Linked DNA regions of Sus scrofa: region 1 is linked to region 2. The links are chromatin contacts, called in public HiChIP or PLAC-seq maps. All regions are on one chromosome and are shown on one strand. The core of a region is the stretch at or near the end of the contact, and the rest is flanking DNA. Distances in the headings are between cores, read along the strand shown. Region 1 overlaps SOAT1 (sterol O-acyltransferase 1). Region 2 overlaps ABL2 (Abelson tyrosine-protein kinase 2).

Region 1 (6,237 bases), core at 2,976-5,475, 170 kb before region 2:
AGAATGTTTTATGGAAGTTTTGTTAAACCAATTCTTCTTGTATTCATTGGCAAGAAATGTTTTATGGAAGTTTTGTTAAACCAATTCTTCTTGTATCTCGTTAGCAAGAACTTAGTCTCTTGGCCACACCTACATGCAGAGGGACACTGGGAAATTTTATTTATTCTAGGTAATTAAGTGCCCAAATGAAAATCAGGGATTCTAGTACTAAGAATGGGGGTGGGAAATGATACATTGACAATTAACAGTCACTAAAACAACTGTCCATTGCAGTTTGCTACCCCCGATCTTCTGGTCAAATGTTACCTTCTTTTGGCTGTTTAAGAGTGACTACATTCTATTTCCCTTTCTGCCTTTTCTCATTTTACTTAAATACATAGACATATTAGTGTCTCATCTACTTGGGAAAGTGAGTCCATTGTTCTTTATGATTTCATCACGTATTTGCAGAACAAAGACATGTGCTACCGTATTGCCCCTTAGAAATGTTCAGTCATTTAGTTCCATGAACACCTACTTCATTCCTTTGTCAGGCACTGTGTTAGGTGCTGAGATTGTGAAGGCGTTGTTTCTGTTCTCATGTTGAGAATACTATATATAAAATGGCTAAGCATGAGGAACACCTGAATTAGATCCCTTTAAAATGTCTGTTCAAAGCTATAAAATGATGTCATCGTACACTGGTACTTGTGAATCACGTCAGAGAGTACATGATTTTAGAGCTCTACTGAAGATTTTACAGGTAATAGTTACTCTCTACAGTTAATAAGAATCCAAAACATCAAAAGTACTCATTGGTAATATTCTGCATACTAATGCACTTCCTTTTCCAATTTACTGTTCTGGAAATGATTTCTTTTTTTTCTTTTCTTTTCTTTTTTTGGTCACTCCCACGGCACACAGAAGTTTCTGGGCCAGGAATCGAACCTGTGCCACATCAGTGACCCAAGTCACAACAGTGTCAACACTGGATTCTTAACACACTGAGCCACCAGGAAACTCCTAAAAAAATGATTTCATGATAGTCATTTGTATGTATGTATCATATATTAACTACTAGGAAGGTATTTTTACTCCTTTCTAATTTTCTAGCATTTAATAGTGGCTGATAATAAAGTGAAGGAGGTAGGCAATGCTGATGAGAAACAGTAAAATATACCATTTGGATAGTTACGATGCGGGAGCTACGTAAGTCGATTAAGGCAGATGTGTCTCAGCTCAGTTTAGACTGATAACAACATGATATTAAAGATACTGTAGTCTAATTAAAATTGCAGATAGCCCAGAATGGATTTTAATTTAAACAAAAAGGGATTAAAATTCAGAGCTCTAATTTCACTAGTTGCTAGTTTAGCCTGAACCTTTGATTTCCTGTATTAAGGATTATGTAACAGTTATACTCAAGACTTTTTTGACTATGGAAGAGGAGTTTATTATAGTGCACTGCTTAGTGCTGTAAACCTCTTCTACACTGATGCCTTCAAATGAAATGTCTGTAATAGAACTAAAACTAAACAACACCTTTCTGTTAGATTACCTGTCATTTCCAGGCTATATGCACGTACATTATAGACTTTTTTTTTTTGGTTTGTTTTACTTTTTTGGCTTACAGTGCTAATAACCACATAGAAAATATTTCATATAAATTATAGTGAAAAGCCATATAATATAAATGTGAACTGAGGTCAGATAAACTGAAGTTTTTTTTTTTTTAAGTTTATTTATTTATTTTATTTTACTTTTTTTGGTCTTTTTTTTGCTATTTCTTGGGCCGCTCCCGCGGCATATGGAGGTTCCCAGGCTAGGGGTCTAATTGGAGCTGTAGCCACCGGCCTACACCAGAGCCACAGCAACGTGGGATCCGAGCCGAGTCTGCAACCTACACCACAGCTCACGGCAATGCCAGGTCCTTAACCCACTGAGCAAGGGCAGGGATTGAACCTGCAACCTCATGGTTCCTAGTCAGATTCGTTGACCACTGCGCCACGACGGGAACTCCCTGAAGTTTTTTTTTTATTTGGGCTTTTTTTTTTTTTTTTTTTTTTGGTCTTTTTAGGGAGGCACCTGCGGCATATGGAAGTTCTCAGGCTAGGGAGTTGAACTGGAGCTGCAGCCACCAGCCTATTGCCACAGCCACAGCAATGTGGGAACTGAGCCGTGTCTGCGACCTACACCACAGCTCACAGCAACACTGCATCCTTAATCCACTGAGCGAGTCCAGGGATCAAACCTGTGTCCTCGTGGATGCTAGTCAGATTCCCCTGAGCCAGGACGGGAACTCCCAAGTGTTTTTGTTTTGTTTTGTTTTTTCCCTACTTTTTGGCCACCTGGCAGCATACAGAGTTCCTAGGCCTGGGATCAGATCCAAGCCATAGTTGCGACCTACACCACAGCTGCGGTAACACCGGATCCTTAAGCCACGGTGCTGGGCCGGAGAGCAAACCTGCGTCCCAGAGCCCCAGAGACGCCACTGATCCTGTTGTGCCATAGCAGAACTGTTCGTATGTCAGATAGGAATTATATTGCTCACTTCAAAGATTGTTTTAAGACTAGAAATAATATATAAAAGCTCTTAATAGAGTATCTAGCATAAGGCAGTCACTCATAGTAATCTTTAGTCTCTTTCCCTTGAAAAGTCAAGGCTATGCAGTTTTTCTTAGATACACACTTTCTGCTTTATAACACACATTGAATACAGTGAGCAGTGACATGAGTAAGGGTTTTGGTGCCAGGAGTTGGTTTCAAAAGCTGTCTGGAACTGTATTTATCACCTACAGTCTTGGCAGGTTGGGCAGATCGAACCCAACAGTCTCATGGATATTAGTCAGATTCATTTCTGCTGTGCCACAACCAGCACTCCCCAAATATGCATTTTTAAGAAGCAGAAATAGAAGTTCCCACTGTGGCTCAGCAGATTAAGTAAGGACCTGATGTTTCCATGAGGATGTGGGTTCAATCTCTTGCCTTGCTCAACGAGTTAAGGATCTGGCGTTGCCGCAAGCTGCAAAGAAGGTCACAGATGCAGCATGGATCTGGTGTTGCTGTTGCTGTGGCGCAGGCCTCAGCTGCACCTCTGCTTTGACCCCTGACCTGGCTACTTCCATATACCACAGGTGTGGCCACTTAAAAAAAAAAAGGAAAAGAAAAAGAAAAAAGAAGTAGAAATAAAAAGTAATTATTCATCCCTTCAATCTTCACATTAGACTTAGCATTTCCTCTATAAAAAGATACATTAACAGGCGTTCTACAAATATTGAGAGTAAAGAAACCCTTTTTTCTCTTCTTAACATACTCACTTTTCTCTGGAAACAGCCTGCAAAGGTGAGGACAAGTAGCCAGTGTCCAGGTTAGGGCTGTACTATATGGCCCTGCCCTTCTGGATAAAATCCAATTCTCTCCCTCATAGATCAAAAATTCTGAGCTTAGAAAGTGGGACTGGAAACCTTATTAACTGAAAAAATCAGAAAGAGCTGAAATGCGGCCACTAAAAGAAAACCTTTCCAGGAGTTCCCATCGTGGCGAAGTGGTTAGCGAATCCAACTAGGAACCATGAGGTTGGGGGTTCGGTCCCTGCCCTTGCTCAGTGGGTTAACGACCCGGCGTTGCCGTGAGCTGTGGTGTAGGTTGCAGATGCGGCTCGGATCCCGCGTTGCTGTGGCTCTGGTGTAGGCCGGTAGCTACAGCTCCGATTGGACCCCTAGCCTGGGAATCTCCATATGCCGTGGGAGCGGCCCAAAGAAATAGCAAAAAGACAAAAAAAAAAAAAAAAAAAAAAAAAAAAAAAAAAACGAAAACCTTTCCAAAGCCTGAGTGTTCGCTTCTCTGAGGAGTCTGTGAGATACATTATTAATCTTTCAAACACACTTCCTTGTACGTTTAAATAAGGCAAAGTCGTTTTCTGTTATGTGCCACCAAAAGAAAAAATACATCACGGACACCATGTTAAATACAGCTAATTCCTCTACTAATGTTGAGAATTTAGTTCCAATGCAGTTGGTTGGAACCTAATCATTTGAATCTCCCTTGAACTGTTCCAAGATCTTTAAAGATGTGTTACAACACAATTCTAAGGATTTCAAAAGGTCATGATGCAGAGTTACGCAATGCCGGATGACCCGAAGCAGACTTTTTTTTTTAATTACTTCCACGTTTTTTATGACGGCATGTAGGCCTAGAAGTGACCTTGAGAGATTCAATCAGTTCAACCCTTGAATGTCATCACCTCTCTCATTTCTCCTCCCTTCAGACCAAAAAGCTTGCCCATTACTTGACAACCTTCTCCATGCACCCTTCCTTAACATAAGCTCCTTTATCTGCATTTACAGATGTTCATTGCATTCTTTGTCAGTGGCCGTATTTACCAAATAAAAATATAGGACCCCCTAAAAAAACAGATTAATAGATTTAGGACATCCAGTGAAACTTAAATTTGATAAACAACTAACTTTTTAAGACTAGGTACGGCTCAAACATTGTATGATGAGGAACAAGCGTTTTGCTGTTTATCTCAAATTCAAATTTAACAAGTAACTGTATTTTATCTGACAACTCGAGGGTTGCTGTGCCAAAAGACTTGTTCGATAAGATCTGTAGACTACTCTTTACAACTGAAAGTAGAGACTTAAAAGCCGAAGTTTAAGTTAGCTAGGCAATTATGACGCAGACTGTTAAGAGCTGAAGGGGAATTTGGAGACACCTAGTCCAGCGTTCTCACTTTAAACATTAAGGGAAGGAATTCCCGTCGTGGTGCGTGGTTAACGAATCCGACTAGGAACCATGAGGTTGCGGGTTCGTCCCTGCCCCTTGCTCAGTGGGTTAACGATCCGGCGTTGCCGTGAGCTGTGGTGTAGGTTGCAGACTCGGCTCGGATCCCACGTTGCTGTGGCTCTGGCGTAGGCCGGTGGCTACAGCTCCAATTAGACCCCTAGCCTGGGAACCTCCATATGCCGCGGGAGCGGCCCAAGAAATAGCAACAACAACAACAACAACAACAAAAAAAGACAAAAGACAAAAGACAAAAAAAAAAAAAAAAAAACACAAAAACATTAAGGGAAGAGTGTCCAGTTGGGTTGGAACATGATGCCAAATTACAAATAAAGAGAAAGAATTCTGACATTCATGTGTCTTTAAAATTACTTTATACAGCTTTACTTTCCCACAAAAGAACAGAACAAGTAAGTTTCGTGGCTCTGAACAATATTCACGTACCTGTCACTTCAGTGGTCATTTCACACTAATAAATGTAACCAATAAAAACAACAATAAAATGTAACCAGATATCACTGTTGTAAATGGGATAATTTAAGTAAATAAGATTATGTACATAAATCAACTAGTAGAAGGGGTAGCCCATGATAGGACTTTTTTTTTTTTGGTCTTTTTCTCTTTTTGGGGCTGCACTGGTGGCATATGGAGGTTCCCAGGCTAGGGGTCGAATCAGAGCTGTAGCCACCGGCCTACACCACAGCCACAGCAACTCGGACCCAATTCTCATCTGCAACCTACACCACAGCTCACAGCAATGCTGGATCCTTAATCCTCTGAGCATGCCAGGGATTGAACCCTCGTCCATACGGGTGCTAGTCAGGTTCATTAACCACTGAGCCTCGACAGGAACTCCCATAACAGGACTTTTTAAACATACTTCCTTTCTCCTCCCTGCCCCTCTGTTTACTGTCTAGAATACTAAAATATTACAGTAGCTTCCTATCTGGTCTCTTTGTCTCCGAACTCGATAAAGTATCTTCAATTTTGCTATCAGCATAGCATTCCAAATCTATTTCCCTCAAAAGCATTCTAATTAATTAATAATGGCAAGATGTTCAAACTCATTAAATATCAAATTGCCAGTTAAAACTCTCCTAAGTCAAATCACCTATGAGCTCATCAAAGGAATTTGGGTGATTCATGCAGATCAAAGCAGTGTATAATACATGTGAAGCATATGCCAAGGGTATAAACTCAGAACTTAGAAGTATAAAGTAGGGAGGACGTCATTACAAGTTGGGTATTTTTTGTTTTGTTTTGTTTGCTTTTTAGGGCCGAACCCTGTGGCATATGGAGGTTCCTGGGCTTGGGGTCGAATCAGAGCTACCAGCTATAGCAACGCAGTGCTTTACAACCTGGCCCAAATTTTGTTTTCCTTTCTATCATACCCCAAGGGGCACAGATGCCAATCAAGTATCATTTCCAAGAAACAGTGGAAGTTTCTTAACCGTTTAAGCATCATCCCTCTGT
Region 2 (5,926 bases), core at 1,699-4,198:
GGGTAAGAAATCAGGCTTCTGAGACTGATGTTGTTCATTAAATGTATGTTCAAATATATAGATCATTTAGTCACCTAGCAGTTTACATGTTGGAAAGACTAGCCATTATAAGAATGGCTGTATAAGAATAGAACTGTTTTACTTTGTAATTGGTAAAGCACAGGCTCATGTCAGTTCTTTTGAACAGTAAATGTAGATTGAATCCATTCTTCCATTCTTTCCCTCTTGGTGATGTGTGTAGTAGGGGAAAAGCACAGGCTCTAGAGCAATTAAATTCGGTGTGCTGGGTAACTCCATCATTTATTAACATTGTGACCTTACTTAGGCCTTGGCTTCCCATCCCATTTTATTGGATTCTTGTGAGGATCAAGTGAGATAATTTCCGTAAAACATAATGGCTGATGAAAAGTAGGAAATGGTAAATTATTAATTTTCTTTTTCTTTTGCATCACCTTACAGACATGTTGTCTTGTGATGAAACCAAATAGAATCAGATAAGTGATGATGTGTAAGAGACTCAGCAGATCGACTTCTGGTTGTACACCCAATAGAAACAAGTGCTTATGTGTACAGAAGACAAGTATGAGAATGTTATATCAGGAGTTCCCTGGTGGCCTAGTGGTTAAGGATCCAGCATTGTTACTGCTATGGTTCGGGTCACTGCTATGGTGTGGGTTTGATACGCGGCCTGGGAACTTCCACATGCTGCAGTTGTGGCCAAAAAAAGTACAATATTCATATCAGTACTGTTTGTAGTGGCCAGAAACTAGAAGTACCCAGCTGTCAACAGCAGTAGAATGAACTAATAAATTGTGGTATATTCACAAAATGGCGTCAGAGACAGCAACAAATGGAGTCACACCATAGGTATTGTTTTGTGTCAGCTTTCTTTAACTCAACTTTTTATTATGTATTAATTTATTTTTCTTTTTAGGGCTGCATCTGCGGCTTATGAAGGTTCCCAGACTAGGGGTCCAATCAGAGCTATAGCTGTTGGCCTTCGCCACAGCAAAACAGATTAGAGGTGCGTCTGTGACATACCCCATAGCTCACAGCAATGCCGGATCCTTAACCCACTGAGTGAGGCCAGGGATAGAACGCGAAACCTCATGGTTCCTAGTTGGATTCATTTATGTTGTGCCATGACAGGAACTCCTCACTCAACTGTTTAAAATTGTGATAAAGTTCATATATCATACCACAAAATTCACAATTTCAAGTGGACAATTCAGTGGTTTTTAACATATTCACTGGTTGTCCAACTACTACCACTGTCTAACTGCAGAACATTTTAATGAGCCCACAAAGAAACCTATACCCATTAGCAGTAATTCACCCTCCCCTCATCCCCTGACAATCACTAACCCCTTCCATAGATTCACCTTTGGCAGGGGTCAGCAAGTTTTTCTAGAGGGCCAGACAGTAAATACTTGAGGCTCATAGCCATACCTTCTCTGTCATTACTCAGATGAACTGCAATAATGAGAAAGCAGCCACAGACAATGCATTAACAAATGAGTGTGTCTGTATCCCAATAAAGTTTTATTAACAAAAGCAGGCAGTTGGTGGGTCATAGTTTTTTCTGATTGTGTAGCATACCTCTACAAACCATATCATTTGTATAGGTGGGGTTCACAAGCAGACAGAGCTAATCTAAGGTGTTAGAAGTCAGCACATGGGGTAAATAGCAGGGGGGAGGGCACAAGAGAGCCTTCTGGGGTGCTGGTAGTACTATAATCCTCTGTGTGGGAGCTGTTTTTACTTGGGTAAGTTCACTTAATAAAAAATCATCAATTCTCTGTTTATTGTACACTCTTCTGTATATACTAGAAGTTCCTTTTGTGAAAAAATAAACTCACTTAGGAGATAAGGCCCAACGGGTGCTTGCTATTTAATTTTATACTTCTTACTGCCTATCATAAATTAACTGTTTTGTTAGCAACTCTCTGAGATAAAATTGTGGCCTTTTCTTTTTAAATGACCTAGACACGCAAAAGCGTATCTTAATGAAATAAAAATGAGAAAATGTTTGAATGCCCTTGCACTATCAAAAAAAAAAAAAAAAAAAAGGAAATCGATGGTTTTCAAATTATGTTCTAAGCCAGATTCTGAGGTGGTATTTCATAAACTTTTATAGGAAGCCAGTCCCCTCTTAGCTATTTTAATCAATGCGTCTCTTCTTTTATCTTATATATTCAGGTTTTTTAGTCCTTTTTTTGCTTAAAAATATTTGAAGACCAGTGATCTTGATGATCAAGAGAGAGGTTTTGGAGGCTTCACTCCCCCTGCCCACCCTCAAGACTAGAACTACTTTAGGAATCATAGGAAGAGTGGTTTAAATGAGATTAAACTGGAGTTCTGTTTCCCCTTTGCCATCATGGTTTAATTCCTAAATTTACCTCAAGAAGATAATGCCTTATCATCTTATCTTGAGATCCGTGAAATAATGACTCCTTTTTGGTTGGTGTAGCTTTTCTCTATTCTCCTCATCAGGTGTATGTAACTGCTGAGAGCCGCTTTAGCACCTTGGCCGAGCTTGTTCACCATCACTCAACAGTGGCTGATGGGCTCGTGACAACACTACACTACCCAGCACCCAAGTGTAATAAGCCTACCGTGTATGGTGTGTCCCCCATCCATGACAAATGGGAAATGGAACGAACAGATATTACCATGAAGCACAAACTTGGGGGTGGTCAGTATGGAGAGGTTTACGTTGGCGTCTGGAAGAAATACAGCCTTACTGTTGCTGTGAAAACGCTGAAGGTGGGTTGCTGAGAATTACAGTTCTCAGGCATCTTTTTCTTGTGTGCTGAATCACTTGGAAATAGCAGCATGCCTTTCTTTAACTTCGGGGCTTTCCACCCACGGGTGCCAAGCACATCAGCAAACTGTGATGATTAACCACGGGTGCTGTTGCTGACAATGCGGGGGCAACTTATTCACTGCAATGCAGTGAAACCCACAGATGGAGAAGGTTTGTCTCTGGAGGCTGTTGATGTAGATCTTAGTGGGAGGTTAGATGCATGTTGTAAGTTGTAAAAACAGAACAAACTGTTTTACTTCCTCAGAACAACCCCTGCTGGACACAATTCTTCATGCACTGTGAGAGAATGATGGGTTCTCTCTTTCTTATTCTGTCCTTTTTCTCTCTGCTGCTATTTCCTCCCTTATCCCTGAGATTAGACCACTTCTTGGTTGTTGTTTTTTTGTTGTTGTTCTTATTTTTTTGTCTCTTCAGGGCTGCACCTGCGGCATATGGAAGTTCCCAGGCTAGGGGTCCAGTCAGAGCTGAAGCCACCGGCCTACGCCACAGCAACGCGGGATCCGAGCTTCGTCTGCAACCTACACCACAGCTCATGGCAATGCTGGATCCTTAACCCATTGAGCGAGGCCAGGGATCACGAGCCGCGTCCTTATAGGTACCTAGTCAGGTTCATTAACCGCTGAGCCACCACGGGAACTCCGACCACTTCTTGTTCTTAATGTTCACAGATATCTTTTTCCTGATGCTACCCTTTCTCTCCTTTAAGCATCCTGGTATCAAATTATACATTTTGTCACTCACTCCATTCTCTCAAGATTCTTTCATATGCCTCAATAGCTTTGTCATGTCACTTGTAAGGACTGCTCTTCACCTATCAATAGTAGTCTGTTTTTGTTTTTTTAGCAAGTATTTATTGAGTGCTTTTTCTGAGTGTGTGAAACAATATTCATAGTCTTGCAAACATGCCTTGCTCCTTAAGGAATTTGTTAGGAAGACAGCTGACTGTTCTGTACCTTTCAGTTGTGATAGGACATGATTGATGAATTTTACTCCACCCCACAAAATTTTGTATAGTTTAAAATAATGAATAAATTTAAGTAGACATTTTTCTTGGAGGATATTATGTTGTGATAAAACTTCCTGAAGTAAATGCTGAAATAGTCAAAAGATATTCCCTTTTCTGAAATTTTAGGATTGTGAGTTGACTCAAATGATTAAGATGGGGGCTTGTCCCTGCCCTCTTTTTCTTTCTTATCTTTCCACCTTTCTAGGAGGATACTATGGAGGTGGAGGAATTCCTAAAAGAAGCTGCAGTGATGAAAGAAATCAAGCATCCTAATCTGGTACAACTATTAGGTAAGGGAGCTTTCCTGAACCATAACTTTCCTCAAAGATGCTTGTCCCCCAACCCCCTATTAACTCCAAATCCTTCTTTTGAATCACTGTGGGTGGAAGCTCCCAGTACAAATCTACTTCTTTAAATGACTTTAATCAGCAGTCTCTGTATTTAAAAATTACCCAAGAAGCAGTAACCTGGATTGATTGCAGTATATATGAAACTGCACAGCCTGTGGTAATTGCCCTGGATCCAAAGTTCAAAATCATTCCAAGTGATACTAAACCAAAAACGGTCACAAAATAGTTTTACAAAATAAAGAGATACTAAGCAAAGGACTGCTGAAAATAAACAGATTAAAAATTGTGACCATCCATCAGTTTGCCTTTACAAGCAGAAAGTGCCATCAATAGACTGCTATCTTACGTGTTTGGGTCACAGAAAAACCGTTGACTAAAACCATTGCTTTTTAAAAAATAGGGTCAGTTTCTTTGGATGTTCAAATTGAGCCAAACCATCCCAAAGGAAATAGATTCTTTTGGTTCTTGATAAGTTATCTGCCATGTGTTAGTGGAATCCTTGATTGTGGAAATAGTCAGAATCTTTTTACAAAGTATTATTACAGACCGGGCTCACATACAGGCTTTACCACATGCACAGTTGCTGTTACTTTTAGGTAAACATGGGCAGCATGCAGTTGAGGATGGGGATTATGTAGGCATGTACAGAACTCTAGATGTGTTGGTAGTCCTGACCCCGTGTGGAATTAGAACAAGCAACTCTGCTTTTGCCAAATAGGCACTTACTCAAAATGGATATGAATTTCCAGAGAATGATAGAATGAGAACAGAGTCCCTTATCAACTAGCTTATATCATTTTTAGGGAATATGATGGCAAGACGGGAAAAGATTACTGCTGAACTAGACTTTAAAAATTGTCAATTATTCTTGAAGTTCCTGCTGTGGCACAGTGGGTTAGGAATCTGATTGCAGCAGCTCAGGTCACCGAGGAGGTGAGAGTCTGCTCCTGGCATTGCGCAGTGGGTTAAAGGATCTAGAGTTGCTGCAGCTGTGGTGCAGATTCAGTCCCTGGTCCAGGAACTTCTATATGCCATGGATGTAGCCATTAAAAAATTGTCAGTTTTTCTTGCCAAAGTGGTTTGCAGTGTGTGAATATATACTAATAAAACAAGCTGTATTTGAACTATCAGGTGTATGTACTTTGGAGCCACCATTTTACATTGTGACTGAGTACATGCCTTATGGGAACCTGCTTGATTATCTCCGAGAATGCAACCGAGAAGAGGTAACTGCAGTTGTACTGCTTTACATGGCCACTCAGATTTCTTCTGCAATGGAGTATTTAGAAAAGAAGAATTTCATCCATAGGTGTGTAAAACCTGGTTATTGCTTATGATTAACCATGAAGCTCTCTTGATTGACATGCAAATAAAAGAAAGAATGTGAGAATTTTAGCAAAAATTTTCAGATGACTCAGGAATTTTCTCTTTTACAGGCACCATTGTAATGACATTGCCAATTTATAAACCCTCCTGTTCTCTGATTAAAGTATTAATGCGAGGCCTTTGTTATTCTCAGAAGAGAAAGCTCTTTACTTTGCCCAGGACTATATCCAAGATCCTTTTGCCCCATCTAGTGGCTTAATTTTAAAAATAGCTTTCTGTCCTAGTAATGAACTTACAGCTGTGTAGAAGAGCATCTGTTGCTCACTTCTGAAGCCTATCCCAAGTATTTGTGAATAGGAACCCCTTTTCTGAAGCCTGCTTTATTCTGGCATCACATAACTCCCTCTTGATGGGGAT

Evidence for each region. HiChIP or PLAC-seq counts read pairs in DNA pulled down with a chosen protein or histone mark.
Region 1: a contact with region 2 is called in an H3K27ac HiChIP or PLAC-seq map of alveolar macrophages. The contact joins two enhancer-like sites. A contact is called at or near these places in 1 of 47 Hi-C or Micro-C datasets (skeletal muscle) and 1 of 2 datasets of contacts at active chromatin or transcription factors (alveolar macrophages).

Annotation. Positions count from the first base shown.
Region 1 is chr9:121,076,714-121,082,950 of Sscrofa11.1, reverse strand. All of the region lies in intron 3 of SOAT1 (sterol O-acyltransferase 1), which reads right to left. Among named protein-coding and RNA genes, the nearest start is that of SOAT1, 35 kb to the right of the region's middle. Within about 2 kb of position 4,225, at least 7 of the 83 cell types and tissues checked have an H3K27ac peak or open chromatin away from gene starts, as enhancers often do. A contact at or near this core is called in alveolar macrophages, where this site is marked.
Region 2 is chr9:120,905,768-120,911,693 of Sscrofa11.1, reverse strand. ABL2 (Abelson tyrosine-protein kinase 2) reads left to right here. Exons shown (of 13, transcript XM_003482731.4): 5 at 2,494-2,766; 6 at 4,039-4,123; 7 at 5,315-5,492. Among named protein-coding and RNA genes, the nearest start is that of TOR3A, 49 kb to the right of the region's middle. Within about 2 kb of position 2,948, at least 4 of the 83 cell types and tissues checked have an H3K27ac peak or open chromatin away from gene starts, as enhancers often do. A contact at or near this core is called in alveolar macrophages, where this site is marked.